Linked DNA regions of Sus scrofa: region 2 is linked to region 1. Evidence: chromatin contacts called from public Hi-C data. All regions are on one chromosome and are shown on one strand. The core of a region is the stretch at or near the end of the contact, and the rest is flanking DNA. Distances in the headings are between cores, read along the strand shown. Region 1 has its middle 270 kb from the start of EIPR1. Region 2 has its middle 25 kb from the start of TMEM18.

Region 1 (7,023 bases), core at 76-2,575:
ACAGTCCGGGGGTGTCAGAAGTGGTCAAGACCCAAGAGATGAGAGCGGGAGGATGGACAGGGAAGGGCACCGCAGGAGAACGGACCTGGCTGGGCTTCTGGACCCCAGCTCAGAGGCGGGAGGGCGGGGGCTTCCCCAGGAAGGGATGCAAACCAGGCAGGTATACAGATGAAGCCAAGATGAGCTCCGCCCCCTGCTGGCAGGTTCTGAGGCACCTGGCAGTCTTCCCAGCTGGAAATGCAGTTCCAGAACTCTGCAGAGAAGTCAGGGTAGAGGCAGATGTGGGGTCTCTGCTGCCAGGGGTGAAGCAGACCCCCAGACTGTGCCCAGGGGCCACTCAAGGAACCCCAGGAGCAGAGAGAGAAAGAAGGCCAGGAAGGGGTGAGCCGCATGAGTGCAGTGACTAGAAGCCAAGGACAGAGTGGACAAGTATCTGACAGAGGGTCACAGAAGAGCCAGCAGGCGTCCGAGGCTCCCCCCAAGCCCCCCCTCCTCCAGGCTGTCTCCACGAGCACCAGTGCCTCCTCCCACGTTCCCCTGCACCTGCCATGGCCCAGACCTCGGCACACATGGGACGTTACACCTGGAGGGCTGTCACTGAAGGATGCTGAGTCTGTGCAACGCTGCTGCCCGGGGAGCTCTGCAGCAAGGTCCCCGCAGCTCCCGCTGTGCACAGACCCAGCTGTGACGGGACCGGGTCTGGGGCGCGGCTCCCTGAGGGCCCGCAGGGAAGAGCCTACAGCAGCATTCTCATGCCAAGGCCGAGGCAGGTACGGCTGCCCCAGGACACCCGCAGGGACTCCAGACGGCCCAGGCACGTCTACATGCCACACCGGGTACCACACATGCACATGCAGGTACACACGGGGACATGAGACCCACGGGAACATGCACGCGCATGTATGCTTGCTGGCGCACCCACCATGGCTCCGTGTCCCCCGGGCCCGGGGACACCCCCACACACAGCTCCCCCCAGCCTGGGAGCACCTCCAGGCCGCCCGCCCCCTCCCCAGCGCTGGTCCTGCCCGCGCTCTCCCGGGATGCGCGGCTCTTCCTGGCTCGGAGCTGCTCCCCTGTCATCTGGTCAAAGAAGCTGACAAGCCAGGGCAGGTCGCCAGCTTGGCCTCCACTCCACTTGGAGGCTGGACTGGCAGATAAATTGGTCCTGGAGGGGGGCGGAGAGGGGGAAGCAGGAGGGGGGCCCGGAGGGAAGATTTCAGATTCATTTTTCTGCTCAGCCTCCAAGCCTCACAGCTGTAGTCGGGGAGGCTGACAGGGCGCCAGCCGGGAGCGGGCAGATGGCAGGAGGGGAGCGGGGGCCCACGGGAGGGGCTGGCCCATCAAGACGAAGAGGAAGCCGTGGCTCTGGAGGAACGCCTGGCCGCCGACCAGACCTCAGAGCATCTCCAGAGGCATTCAGCTCATTCCGGCTGCTTCCAGCTCATTCCGGCTCATTCCGGTGCCCTGAAAGCTGGAGGCCAGTCACACGCAGCCTGGGAGGCACTGGCCTCTCGTCCTTATCACTGCTCGGGAGGGGACTGGTACACAGCCAAGGGCTGCTAGGGCAGGCTCGGCGGACGTCCCTGGCTGCCAGGTCCATGGCTGGTGCCAGTGCTGGCCACTTACAACCAGGAAAGGAGCTCGGATGGCAGAGAAAGAACAGCTCTTGAGAATACCGCTTCCTGCCAGCCCTGCCAAGAGGCCACCCTGGGCCCTGGACTGTAACGAGGTCGGGGCCTCTCACGATTCCTACACAGGCCTCACTCCAGGGAGTGGGTTCGGTCCTTCCCTGCTCATCCTGTTGGTGTTTCAATAAGTCCCAAGGTAAAAAACCAAGCCTGCTGCAGGAATTGCTGTATCCAGACACCTGAACGTGGGCCAGCCGTGAGTCCTGGGTGAGGAGTAACCCCAGCCAGCTCCTCCTGGGGCTCAGACCCCCACGCCCCCAGGGGTGTGGCCAGCTCTGAGGACTGCAGGGCGGGGGAGCCCATTGCTCCAGGACAGATTTGGGGTGCTCCCACACACGGGGTCCCCTGGGTGCACCTGCAGGGGGGAGAGTGTCCTGTGTCTGCGTCCTGCCTTCCTGTCAGTGCCGGACCCAGTTCTGAGCCCGCAGCACCTGCAGTCCCTGCCCGACGCAGGCAGGCGTCCTCCGAGCCGCAGGCTGGTCCCCGAAATTGCTTGTTCTCTGCCTCTTTCCCTTTTGCTCACGAGCTAACCCCGGTGGCCAGGAAAGTGCGGAGTAAGCTGGAAGGCCAGCTGGGCACCAGGACAGACAGTCCACAAACGAGAGCGAAGTGATGTGAAAATCCTGTGCGTGTGCCTGGTGCCACCCATGCAGTGTGTGTGCACACATGCGAGGGCACGCACACGCACATGCCCACACGTGTTGGTGCCAACCCGAGGTGAGAGCTCGCTGACGACACGTGAGGTGGTGGGACAAAGTGACCCAAGAGCCCCCAGCACAGCAGCTCCTGACTCTAAGGACAGACAGATGCCCGCAAGGGGCGGGGGAGGGGCCCAGCATGGAGCGGAGCACGTGGGGGCTACACGTTCACCCCGCGTGGCGTCTGTCTGGCTTCCGACCAGCTGCCTGCTCTGGCCCCATGTGCTCCCGTGCTGGTTTCTGTGGCTGTGATGAACGCTGTGCACGTGGCAGGTCACTGGGTCGGTCCCTCTGGACCAGGTGCTGGAGGCGGGTCCCGCATTGACCAGAAGGCGCCTCGAGTTTGCCGGAGCAAAACCCCTTGAGAAGGAGCCTGAGAAGACAGAACGTCGCGAGCTGAGGAGGCGTTTCTGGAACAGCCCCCAGCCTCCTTCCCACTGTCCAGTCAGACAGGCGGGCACGGTGCCAGGGAGACCCCGAGATCTCAGCCAGATCTCAGCCGAAACCCCAGCCTGGGAGGCCTCCAGCAGGCAGCACAGCCCGCCTGGCTCCTTCAGCCAGGATCAGGCCTGAGATTGCGGGCAGAGGCCCGTGTGCGAGGCTGTCGCGGAGCCAAGGGCCGGTCCCAGGGAAACAAGTGCTGGGGCAGACGCAGCCTCTGTCCTGGAGCAGAGGCCGTCCTCAGGAACCCCAGGGACGACGGTCAGCCCTTCCACCCTCGGCCGCGAGTCTCCACGGAAGCCAGGTCCTCAGTCCACCCACCTCCGACCAGTGAGGGTGAGGCAAGCACATGCGCGATGCTGACGGGTAAAAGCAGGAGCCGGTGTGGACGAGGCTCCTGGGCTCCCAGATGCAAAGGACACACGCAGGGTGCGTCAGCTCCTCGTGACCAGCAGCGACCTTCGTGAGACCAGCAGCGACCCCCTGCACCGCGTGTGCTGGTGGCCTGACCTGCCCTTCCCCACATCGCACGCATCCTGCCCGCGCCGCGGCCTCTCTGCAGCGGTTCCTCGGGCTCCGGAGATGCCACCCCCCGCCCCCGGGGCTAGAGTCCGCATTTTGCCCCAAATAAAACTTGACTTGCCACCCTCACCTTGTCCTTTTTTTCAGTCCACGGGGTCTTGCCTTGGCGGAGAGCACAGTTGATCTTTAACCCCCCAAAAAGGCCAAGACCTTTGTCCCTCTGTCCCTGAGCCTCTCCACCCAAGTGTTCTTAGAGCAGGGAAGCGTGAGGTCACCAGCCGGCTCCTGGGACCCCTCCGTCCAGGGCAGGGGAGACTGCAGGGCTCTGAGGCAAAGCCCCGGGTCCCCGGCTCAGAACCGCCCCCTCTTCTGCATAGACCCCCCTCAGATCGCACAGGGCAGCACCGCGCCTCTGTCCCCCACGGCTGAGCACACAGCAAGTGGGGTTGTCTTACTTTGGAGGCTGTGGTGCAGAGCTGTCCCCACCAGCACCCCGGCTCTGTGCTGTGTGCACCCTGAGCAGCACCCCGGAGACAGGGGTGACTGGGGCAGGGCGCAGCCACGTCCGTCTGCCCACGTCTGCCTGCCGTTCATGCTAGAGACATGCAACGTGGGCCCCGCCACAGCCCGGGGTGCTGTCTCCCCCTCCCTGTCTCTGTCTCTCTCACACACAGAGCACACGCGCGCACACGTAGCCACTCACACGCTGAAGCTGATCCCGTGGCTTCATCTGCCTTCCACGCGACCGCCACACAGGCTCCTGCGGGGCTGGGGAGCGGCGCCCACCTGCCCTCCCGTAGCTCTGATCCACTCTCCTTGTGTGAGTGCGTCTCGGACAACAGCCTCTGGAGATGAATCCTGTTCTTTATTCATCTCCCCTCTTCCTCTCCAGGCAGAGGGATTCAGATCCCGAGGTGAGGAAGAAGCTGGCAGGGGCCTGGGGGCCATCACTGTGCCAGACAGTCCACCCCAGGGCCTCTTCCACGGCCGGGTCTGGGGGGCGTCATCCCCCCCAGAACCTTCTCCGAATGGGGGCCGCGTCAGCAGGGCGTGACCTGGCATGAGTCTGTTACCTGGTCCCAGGGCTCTGTGCCCCTGCCTCTCAGCCCCCACAGTGAGTCGGTACCCAGAGTCCATCCTGACTGTGTCTCCTGCTTCGTCACCAGGTGGGAGCCCCTGGGGGGGGCATCCCCAGGAGGAGGGGACAGCCCTCCCTTCTCTCCTGCAGGACGTGAGCCCTGGGGCGGGCGCTCAGCCATCAGTGCCCCTGCTCCCTGGGCAGCGTCTCTGCCCACACTGCTCCTGCTCTGGGGACTCCCGGACGCCTGGCCTCTGCCCCACTGCGGAGCCTGCCCAAGAGCCAATGCAGGGGGACACTCGGCCCTGGACGCTGTCCAAGCTGGTGCCTTCACTGCAGGGCCGCTGGGGCAGGAGGCGCCTGAGGAGCGAGATGAAGCTGCGGCAGCTGCGGTCCTGCCACAGCGAGCTGTGCTAGGTGCCCGCAGTTGACAGCAGGGAAGGGACAGCGGGCCAGGGGTTGCCCCTGACTCTTGGCTGGCTCAGGTCTCACACGGGACCCCTGGCAGTGGGGGCTGACGTGGAAGCTGTTCCAGAGTCTCCTTGGTCCCACCACCGAAGACCCACAGTCGCAGGAAGTGCTGTGGGCAGCGCAGCCTGGAGGTGGCAGACCGCAAGCAGAGGCCCTGGGCGGGGGGACTGGCCAGGAAGTGCCCACAGTGGTGGGGGCAGAGCTGGGGTGAGAGCCAGGAGTTGGCCTGTGGCTGTGGCTTGTGTGCAAACTCCCAGTGTGACCATCCCTGACCCTCGCAGCGCAGGAAAGTCAGCCGGGTTTGGGTCCTATTCATACTTACCTGTTCCCGGTCCTGTTCCCCACCATGCATGGCTGCACGCACACGCACACACTTACACACACACCACTACACATGGGCACACACACAGGAGTGTGGACACACACACACAGGAGAGGTCTCGGGACTGCCGCCCTCTTCCTCTGCCCCTTAGCTGACCTGTACCCTCTGGCTCCCCTGGGTCCAGACAATGGGTGAGTCAGAAGGTCACTCAACAGCCCTTTCTCTGCCCGTCACCCCGGCCAAGCTCAGGCCAAAGGCACAGGTCCCAGGGCTGCCAGCTCTCCCGGGGGAAACTGCCCCCAGGCTTGGGTGGCAAAGGCCCCCGTGGCCCCCCGCCAGGAACAGCCCACCCTGTCACTGTCCTCAGGTGGCCGCTTCGTGACCCGTCCTGTTTGCTGCTCGAACCCTCACCGTGTGAACCTCTCCTTGTCCTTGTTCCTTGTGGCCGTGAGGACAGGGCCCAGGACAGCGCAGAGGATTGCCCGATGTCACGAAGCTGGGCCCGGCCAGGGCTGCCCGGCTCAGCGTGGTTTTAGGGACTGGCCGGGGCAGGGGACACAGCCCGCTCTCACCTTGCTGAGGGTCCCGAGTGTGCTCACTCTCGTGGGGGTGTGCACACGTGTGTGGATGCTGGTGCCTGTGCCGAACTGCCAGTGTGCGTGAACAGGAGGGGGTGGGGTGGGGGGACCAGGCTTGTCCACGATCACGGACCTGGGCGCAGAGGAAGGGAGCCCCAGGGCCCAGCGCGCCGCCACAGCAAAGCTGGGCGCAGCGCTGGAGCCCGGCCTCCCGGCTCTGCCCCAGGAGGCTTTGCAGCCCTCACACTTGACCCTCAGCAAAGACCCTCGAAGGCAGACAAGAGAAGCATCACTTCCACCATTTTAAAGCTGATAAAACACCTAGGGAGTGTTTGGCTAGGACCGCCCATCAACCAAGACAGAAGCCAGGATGAGGGGGCACTTGGCGGGGCCCGGCTGACCCAGTGGTGCCAGGCCTTCGGGCGTCCAGGTGAGCAGCTCCTCTGGGCCTCAGCTCCCTGGGGTGTCAAATGAGGGGCGTGCCGGGTCCTCTGCATGGCCTCTCCCAAATCAAAGGTGACTGCGGAGCTGACCCCAAACAAGCAGGAGAGGACTGACTAGAGAGGGAGCAGAAGCTCCCAGAGGCCTCTCTGGACATCTGTCCTTGTCATCACAGCACGGCTGGACACCAGCTCACAAGCCCTCCTCCTCTGCCTGGACCAGGCCCGGGGAAGCCTGATACCTGTGTACCCGGCGGTCCAGCCTGATGACTGGCTGGTCAAGGGGCATGTCCTTCTCTGCCCCACACTGCGGGCCCCAAGCGTGACGAGCTGACTTTGGATTTTGTCAAGCACAGAGCTGCCTCCTGGGGTCTGGCAGCGGCCCAGGCGTTTGGGAAACGTTCTCTCACCTCCACTGTGGACGAGCTTTCAGAGAAGGTGTAAAACCAAGGTGGACACCTCCCCATCCCGAGGGTCTCAGGTGGGGCCATGCCCACTCCTCCACCTGCAGCACAGAGACCCCGATCACGGGGGCACATGACAGACTCAGCGGCCTCCGCGGCCTCCCCAGCTCAACCCCCACCCCCAAGGCAGGGTCTAGGAGGAAAGAGGCAGAGCCAAGGAGAAACCCAAAGGGGAAAATTCCAAAGAGACTCCCCGAGATGCCGCTGAGCTATTAAGACAAGAGACAAAAACCAGGACACAGTGAACTAGCGTGAGATCTTAACAAAAGCCCTCTTGTCTCCATGTGGAGCATCTTCTGTATCAGAAGCTGACGTACCAAA
Region 2 (7,142 bases), core at 3,478-5,977, 820 kb before region 1:
ACATTAATGCATCAAAGTAGAGATAATCTCAAGCTTTTACAAACTATTTAGAATATAAATGAGGGAAACATTTCAAATGTCTCTTGTAAACAAATTTATCTGCATCTTTTTAATATTCAACTTAACAACCAGCTGAATTGGACCTTGCATGTTTCACCCTTTTATATGTATTCTGATGACCTACATATCTGAAATTATGTCCATTATCTTATTTCATAGGATATACTGACCCCAATTATTAACAGTGGTTCATTTTCTACTCTCATGACTGCTTTTGAACTGAGTGATTTAGTCCATATTTTTTTTCCTGTGTAGTAATTCCAAAGTTATTCAGTGACTTTCACGTTTTTTTAGTACCCAGCATTGAGGTTTTGACATGTGTCTAAATATTTCCTAAAGGTAATAAGTCCTAAAATGCTGTTTGGGTGGGAAGATTTTCGCTTCCAAATTCTCTTTTAATGGTTATAGGGAAATTTATGGCAAGTCCATTTCAATAAGTTATCTTTTTCTAAGAATTTATTAATTTACTGCTATATTTTAACGAGTATTTATATTTTGCATAATCAGCAGTTGATATACTTAGATACCCTTTTTATTCTTGACATTGGCATTTCTGAATTCTTTTTTGAATTATTTCCTAAACTAGGGTCTGTAGAGACTTGTCAGTTTTATTAGTATTTTTATAGATGTATTTTTTGTCTTTAGGCGTTCTATTTTCCGCTGTTTTCTATTTCACTAGTTACCCCTCTTATCTTGACTGCTTTTTCTCCGAGTTTGGTTGATATTTTTCCAACTCCTTGGGATGGTGACTTGATATTCAGTCTTCTTTTCCAACTTAGTCACTTTAAGTCTATTGTTCATCCCCTAGAAGGGTCCCAAGCTGGCACTGTGTCATCCTCTGTCCTTGAAACACGAGAGCATGTCCCGTCCCTGCTCAGTCCTTCCAAGTTTTCCGCAAGCATGTGCGGAAAGGGCCACAGGAACCCTGGCCCACTTCCTCCCCCGCGTCATCTGCAGCCACAAGGCTCCCAACTGGAGTGGGTCCCTGGTGGGGCCCTTGCTTCTGGCGTGTCTCCCGGGTCCGCCATCCCTCTTCTCTGTGGCTCCATCACAGCAGCAGCCTGTTTTCCAGGCTACAGTGAGCCTGTTTGGGTCTGTGTGGGTTTTCATGTAGCTGAATCACTTTACTGGACATCTGAAACTAACACAATGCTGTAAATCAACTGTATTTCAATAAACATTAAAAATTAGAAGATTAGTTCTTTTCCACAGTGGATCAGGTAAGAAGGAGGAACACTTTTTTCACTATTTCCAGAACTTACCCTCTGGGCGGTGCTCAGCCGGGCTTGTTGGGTGAGTTCCTGCAGGGGGACCCGGGTGAAGAGCGTCCCTGAGCGCAGGTGTGTGGGGCTGGGTCCGGGCAGAGCTGCCGTCCGGGCTTGGCCTCACCTGTCCCAGCGACTTCGGGGCTGCGTTTTCTTTCTCTGTGATCAGTAAGCTCAAGAATATTTAGGAGTTCCTGTGGTGGCGCAGTGGAAACAAATCCGACAGGGAACCACGAGGTTGTGGGTTCGATCCCTGGCCTTGCTCAGTGGGTTAGGGACCCGGCGTTGCCACGAGCTGTGGTGTAGTTTGCAGACACGGCTCAGATCCCACATTGCTGTGGCTCTGGCATAGGCCTGTGGCTACAGCTCCGATTCAATCCCTAGCCTGGGAACCTCCATATGCTGCGGGAGTGGCCCTAGAAAAAGTCAACAAGACACACACACATAAAAGAATATCACCTTTAAACGCACGTTTGTGGATCTCACGTCTCCAGACCTGGAAGAATATCGCCAGGACTGGGAGTGGACCAAGCAGGACCTCGACCTTCGGAGCCTGTGCCGGGCGCTGGGGGCCTGTCCCTGAGCCACAGGAGCCCCACGTCGTCTGCCCCGAGATCATCAGGGGTCAGGACAGCCTGGGAAACCTGGGGATGTAAGGCCAGCCTCCAGGGCCAGGGAAGGGGGGGGGTCCCTGGAAACACAAGGGCGTTCGTATGCATTTACTTGACCTGCATTTCTATACTTCTGCATTTTCTACTTCAAATACCAAAATATTCAAAACTAAAACATGGCCAAGATGTTCTCCGGCTTCCCTTAACGTGAGGCTCAAGGCACCTTGTTGGCCAGGTGCCGTTTCCATGCCTTTGACCTTCGGTCCTGTTGGGAGGTGGGGGGCTGCGTCGGGGGGAGGCAAGGCGTCCCAAGGAGCCAAGGGTCCCTCTTCCCGTCCACCATCCATCCTGCAGGCCTGCGTAGCCCGCGTGGCCTGCGTACTCAGACACTAGCGGTCCAGTCTAAGATTTCGATATTTTCCTGATCAAGCCGTCTCCCCCAGCATAGATCATAGTTACCCTCAATAGACTTGAATTTGCTTCTTTTGTTTTAACTCTCCTCTCTGTTTGGGGTGCCTGACCTCAAGATCAGATGGCACACCGGTCCCACATTTGAATCTTTTCTTTGTTTCCGCTAACCGTTTTAGAAGCCGATGAATTAAGTACCAAGCTGCTCGCCTGGTCTGTGTCTCAGCGTCACAGGAATGCGTCTGTTTTCCGGCCAAGGTGGATGCGGTGGGCGTCAGCCTCAGTTAAGGAGCACTGACCCTGCAACAAGGCCCTGGATGTGAATTACAACCAGAGCACCGCGCACACACCTCGCGACTCACAACGCCCGCAAAGGACGGGGAGGGCCTCGTCCGTCGAAAATCCATAAAACATTACATTTTAAGTCCATTATGTCTGTATACCAATACTTAAATCCGCTACCTTAAACTCCTGTCATTGACACATTGAATGTGCTATTGGAAGTGAGCTGAATTTTGAAAAGCACAACTTTATGTATTATTTTACAAGGACTAAACTCGCTCTTATACTGTGAAATTGGTTTTAATTATTTCTAGTGCTTTGTAAGCCTACCCTTGAGTGGTGTGTTCAGCTCTCTTTTAAAATGACCGCGTCAGCTGTGGACACATGTATTTTGCTTCAGGAAATTGGGGAACTCAGACCACGACCTCGGATCCACATCGATCCGGCCCCTGCCCGCTGCACGTGTGTGTCTGCGGGGCACCGCGTGTATCCGGTGATCTGTGCACGTGGTTTTAGCCATAAAACCAAAGAAATCGTACTTTCCTCAGCAGCTGTTACTAGTTTTCAAACCTTCCAGCTTCGTGGGTGTTTCTCACAATTAGCGTTGCAGTTGGGGTTAAAGTAAGAGTCTCGCCACTGACGGGTGAACTGTCTCCTTAGAAGGAAGAGTCTGGAAACAAAATACTGCTGCTTGCATTTGTCCAGGAAAGGCCGACTCATTTATTCTGGAACACGAGGCGAGACGCTGGCCCCAAACAGCCTGGGGATCCGGGTGCCACGTTCCCCAGCGCCCTCAGGCTCCCAGCCTGGAAGCAGAAGTGCAAGGACAAGGTCGGCCGCAGGCGTGAAAACAACGAGATGCAGGGAGGCTGGGGGAGGTGGGTGGTGGGGACACGGCCACTTGGGGCGTCTGGATCGGCATCTGCACCCAGCCCCTCCTCACCCCCCACCCCCCCACCTCGGCGGGACCCCCCCAGCCCGGAGCTGCAGCTTTACTCCCAGGTCTCTGCAGGCCTGTGGCCTGGGGTGGGAGGTCCTGCTCTCAGGGCAGAGGCGGGAAGAGGCCCCGGTTTCCAGGGCATCGAATGGCTCTACCCGGTGCCCTTCCTTTCCCGTGAGAGCTCCCTCCATGGCCGGGAGGGAGAGGAGAGGCCGCCTGCCTGCAGCTGCTGAAAGACACACCCAGCGCAGCCTCACCTGCTCCCTGCCCGCACTGGGGGGTGTCTCCAGGGCAGGGGGGCAGCGGCCCAGCCTCTGGCCAGGTTCCCGCGGTGTAGGTGAGAGAGCGAGAGAGGAGGGTGTTTCATCTGAGGAAACTCCTCCGCCAAGAAGCAATGACAGAAACCCACCCCGCAGGTGCCATTTGGGGTATTGGTACCAGCGAGGGGTGGGCGGCCGGGAATCTTCAACGCGAGGGGCCCTGCGGGTTTGACTCCGGAGAGAAAAGCACGACGGACGCTTGAAATGAACAGGTGAAGTGCATGGAGTGCCCAGACGGGGAGCTGGTGGCTGAGCCGCCAAGTGACCAGAGAGGGACCAGTCGAAGGAATGTGACAGGGAGGGAGGGTTTCCAGAGAAAACAAGGGGAGATGCCAAGAGAGGCTTCAAGCCTGGCGTGAGTGTGGCTGGAAGGCGGCGGGAGAGGCAGGCGCAGGGGCGTCCCAGTGGCGTGTGCCTGGGAGGGTCGGTGTCACCTTGGCCGCAGCCTCCCCTGCCCCTGCTGTGAGCCGTGACGTCTCAGTGCCTTTCTCCTCTTCCCGCCTGTGCCGCCCCTGCTGTGACTCTCCTGGCTCCTCACCACCCGCCCAAGCCTGGGTCCCTTCACCCGGAAACACCACCCAAGAAGACGCTGAAATCCCCAGACGGACGAGAAGAAGGACCGACCGAATCGCCACATCCAAGGGCAGGGACCCTAGGGAGGCCTCGGGCGCGGGAAGGAAATGTAAGGTGAACGGAGGAGCTCGCCCCCAAGGGCCACCGGAAATGTGGCTTTTACTTCGGGGGACACTTTAGAGACTGGTGGCTCTTTCCCGGCTCCCGCACCTTGGCCCCGGCCCCAGCCTGGGACCTGCCGCCTCGGAGGGACGTTTGTCAGGCGCGGGCCTGCAGCGCCCCCTGCTGCCCTAATTCTGAATAACCCAGGCTCTGGCCCAGAGAGAAGCGCGCGCGGGGGGTGGGGGTGGGGGCCCGCGGACGTGGTCCCCCGTCTCTGGCGGGTCCCACGCGCACCTGGAGGGTGAGCAGGGCCCACGCGGCCTGCGTGCTCCTGACTAAGAACAGAAATCCAGCTTAAGCAGACAGAGATGTGTCAAAGGACTCTTCCCGGGGCTGCTTTCTGAGGAGGGGTGGGCGCGATCCGAGGCTGCAGGAAGCCCACCCCAGCATCCCCGGGGGGCCGAGCAGTGCTCTGCTCTGTGCGTGCACACGGCTCGGGGGTCTCGGGGCAAAGCAGGCCCACGACCACCCGGATCTGCCCACCATTCACTCTAACACAAGGACCCTTCCGAGTGTGCCGTGTCCCTCGGAGTCCCCGGGGGGGAGTCCAGAATCCTCACCTGCGACCCGCTGCGCTCGGCGTGATCCACTCGGAAACCTGTGCCTCTTCTCAGGCCTGCGGCCGAGGCCTCAGTTTCATTCCGAGGTGGATCATGTGAAGCCCCACACCCTATGGGCGGGGCCGGGGTGGCCCCGTGAGAAACAGAGCCTCAAAGCCTGTGTCTTCCCACTCATGTCACCAGGATCGGCCACCACAACGTGCCCTTTGCCGTTACCTGCGTTAAATGCAGTCTCCTTCCGATGGCTCTTGCACTGTCTGCCTCCTGGGGTTGAGATTTGGGACCAAGGCAGGACCGGAGGTTTACGGAGTAGGAACCAGGGCAAACCAGCCTCGGGGAGCCACGCTGGGCATCTTAGGGCCGCTTCCCGGACCAGGCGCCCCTGCTGCCACCACACATGGCACATTGGGGAGAAGTCCCCGCTCTGCCTGTCACCTTCCATCGCAAGGCTGGATGGACTGCGGTTTATTTTTATGTGTGGCTCGTGCGAAAGTGCGTTGAAACATATCATTTCCAAACCCGACTTTGGAGATCTCGGGATCAATATCTATCAATACCTGGCAGCGAACGCTGTTTGGACCAGTGGCTTGATCGGGTTTCCTTCTGAGGGCGCTCGGGTTACCGAGTCTGGGTCCCTCATTGCCCACAGACAAAGATATTGGCATTGACTTCTTCTACGCACGTTACCAAAAATGTGCTGACGGGGTCCCAGCAGTTTCCATGATGAAACTGAAATAGCTCTATGAACTTCTTTTACCCGCGCCCCAAACGTCTTTTCTTTATTTCCCTTGCACTGGTCTTTTATTTCCCCGACACACAGCACTGTGCTCCCTGCTCTCGGTCCACCGGGCTGTGGCCTCCGGCGCCAGTTGCTGAGACACCACCCGCTCCCATCTCTTTCTGGGCCATTGTCTCTGTGTTGGGCGGCACCCAGGAGCAGCGCAAGGGTGCCAGGAGACGGACTGCATGAGGAGCTCAGTGAAATAAAGCAAGTTTAATCTCTTTCTGACACCAAGTCCCAGGGTTGGGGGGTGGCTCGCCCCCAAGCAGCTCTCCCAGGCTGGGCTTGGTCCTGACGCTGTCTCCCTGGAGATGGCCTCCGACCCCCAGGTCAAGGGCTCAGGCCCGTAAGCCTCCCCTCCCCAGGTGGCGCCTGAGCTTCTGACCGACCAGTCAGGGCTCCTGCCCCTGTGGGGCCGTCACAAGGGCTGGCATGGGCTGGGGACTCAACTCAGCCACTTCCCCTCTGAGACCAGGGGTAGAACTAAAGTTCCAGCCTCTAAAGACCAGGGGGTTCCCGGCTCCCAGCCCGCAAACGTCCCCTCACTCTCGGAACAAAAAAGACACCCAGGCTCTCGTGGCAGGAAATTCTGAGGGTTGAGGAGCTGGGACTTTGAGCAAACATACATTTCTTAGTGTAAATCACAGTATCACAGTATTGCATCGGGTCCTTGCCGTTTCAAAGATAACTGGGAAATTTTAACCATTACATATGCGTGTATATTTGTATACTATATATCAACACATACGTATTTTGTAAATAGGATTTTGCCAAGAGGAAAAACACGGGCTCAGCTGACCCATGTTTGCACACACAGTGCGTGTCGCACTCCGAGCCTCTGACACCAGGATGCACGTCTATGTCCAATATTGTGCTTGGCGCTGCAGGCAGCAGGGACATCCTGCTGCCAGGGGCTGGCAGGCAACTCTGGCGCCTGAAAGCAGGCAGACAGACCACCAAGTCCAGGCCCGCCAGAGCTACCAACAGACCTGCAGGTGTCTCCTCTCAGATGAGAGGCCCGGGCAGAGCCCCACCCCCACCCCCGGCCCCCGCCCCCACCCAGGTATTAAGGCAGCAGAACTGCAGGTAGTTTGTGAGAGCAGCCAGTGCGACCTGTGACCAGCAGGTGGATGCCACTCATTACAATGCAGGGACTGCAGACTTCAAGAAATACTACAAA

The links. A called contact is a pair of places that touch in the nucleus more often than the background predicts.
Region 2: a contact with region 1 is called in a Hi-C map of heart right ventricle, with 8 times the contacts expected there. The contact joins two enhancer-like sites. A contact is called at or near these places in 7 of 47 Hi-C or Micro-C datasets (fetal liver, heart right ventricle, liver and 4 more).

The regions. Positions count from the first base shown.
Region 1 is chr3:131,624,948-131,631,970 of Sscrofa11.1, reverse strand. No RefSeq gene overlaps it. Among named protein-coding and RNA genes, the nearest start is that of EIPR1, 270 kb to the right of the region's middle. Within about 2 kb of position 1,325, at least 31 of the 83 cell types and tissues checked have an H3K27ac peak or open chromatin away from gene starts, as enhancers often do.
Region 2 is chr3:132,445,811-132,452,952 of Sscrofa11.1, reverse strand. No RefSeq gene overlaps it. Among named protein-coding and RNA genes, the nearest start is that of TMEM18, 25 kb to the right of the region's middle. Within about 2 kb of position 4,727, at least 13 of the 83 cell types and tissues checked have an H3K27ac peak or open chromatin away from gene starts, as enhancers often do.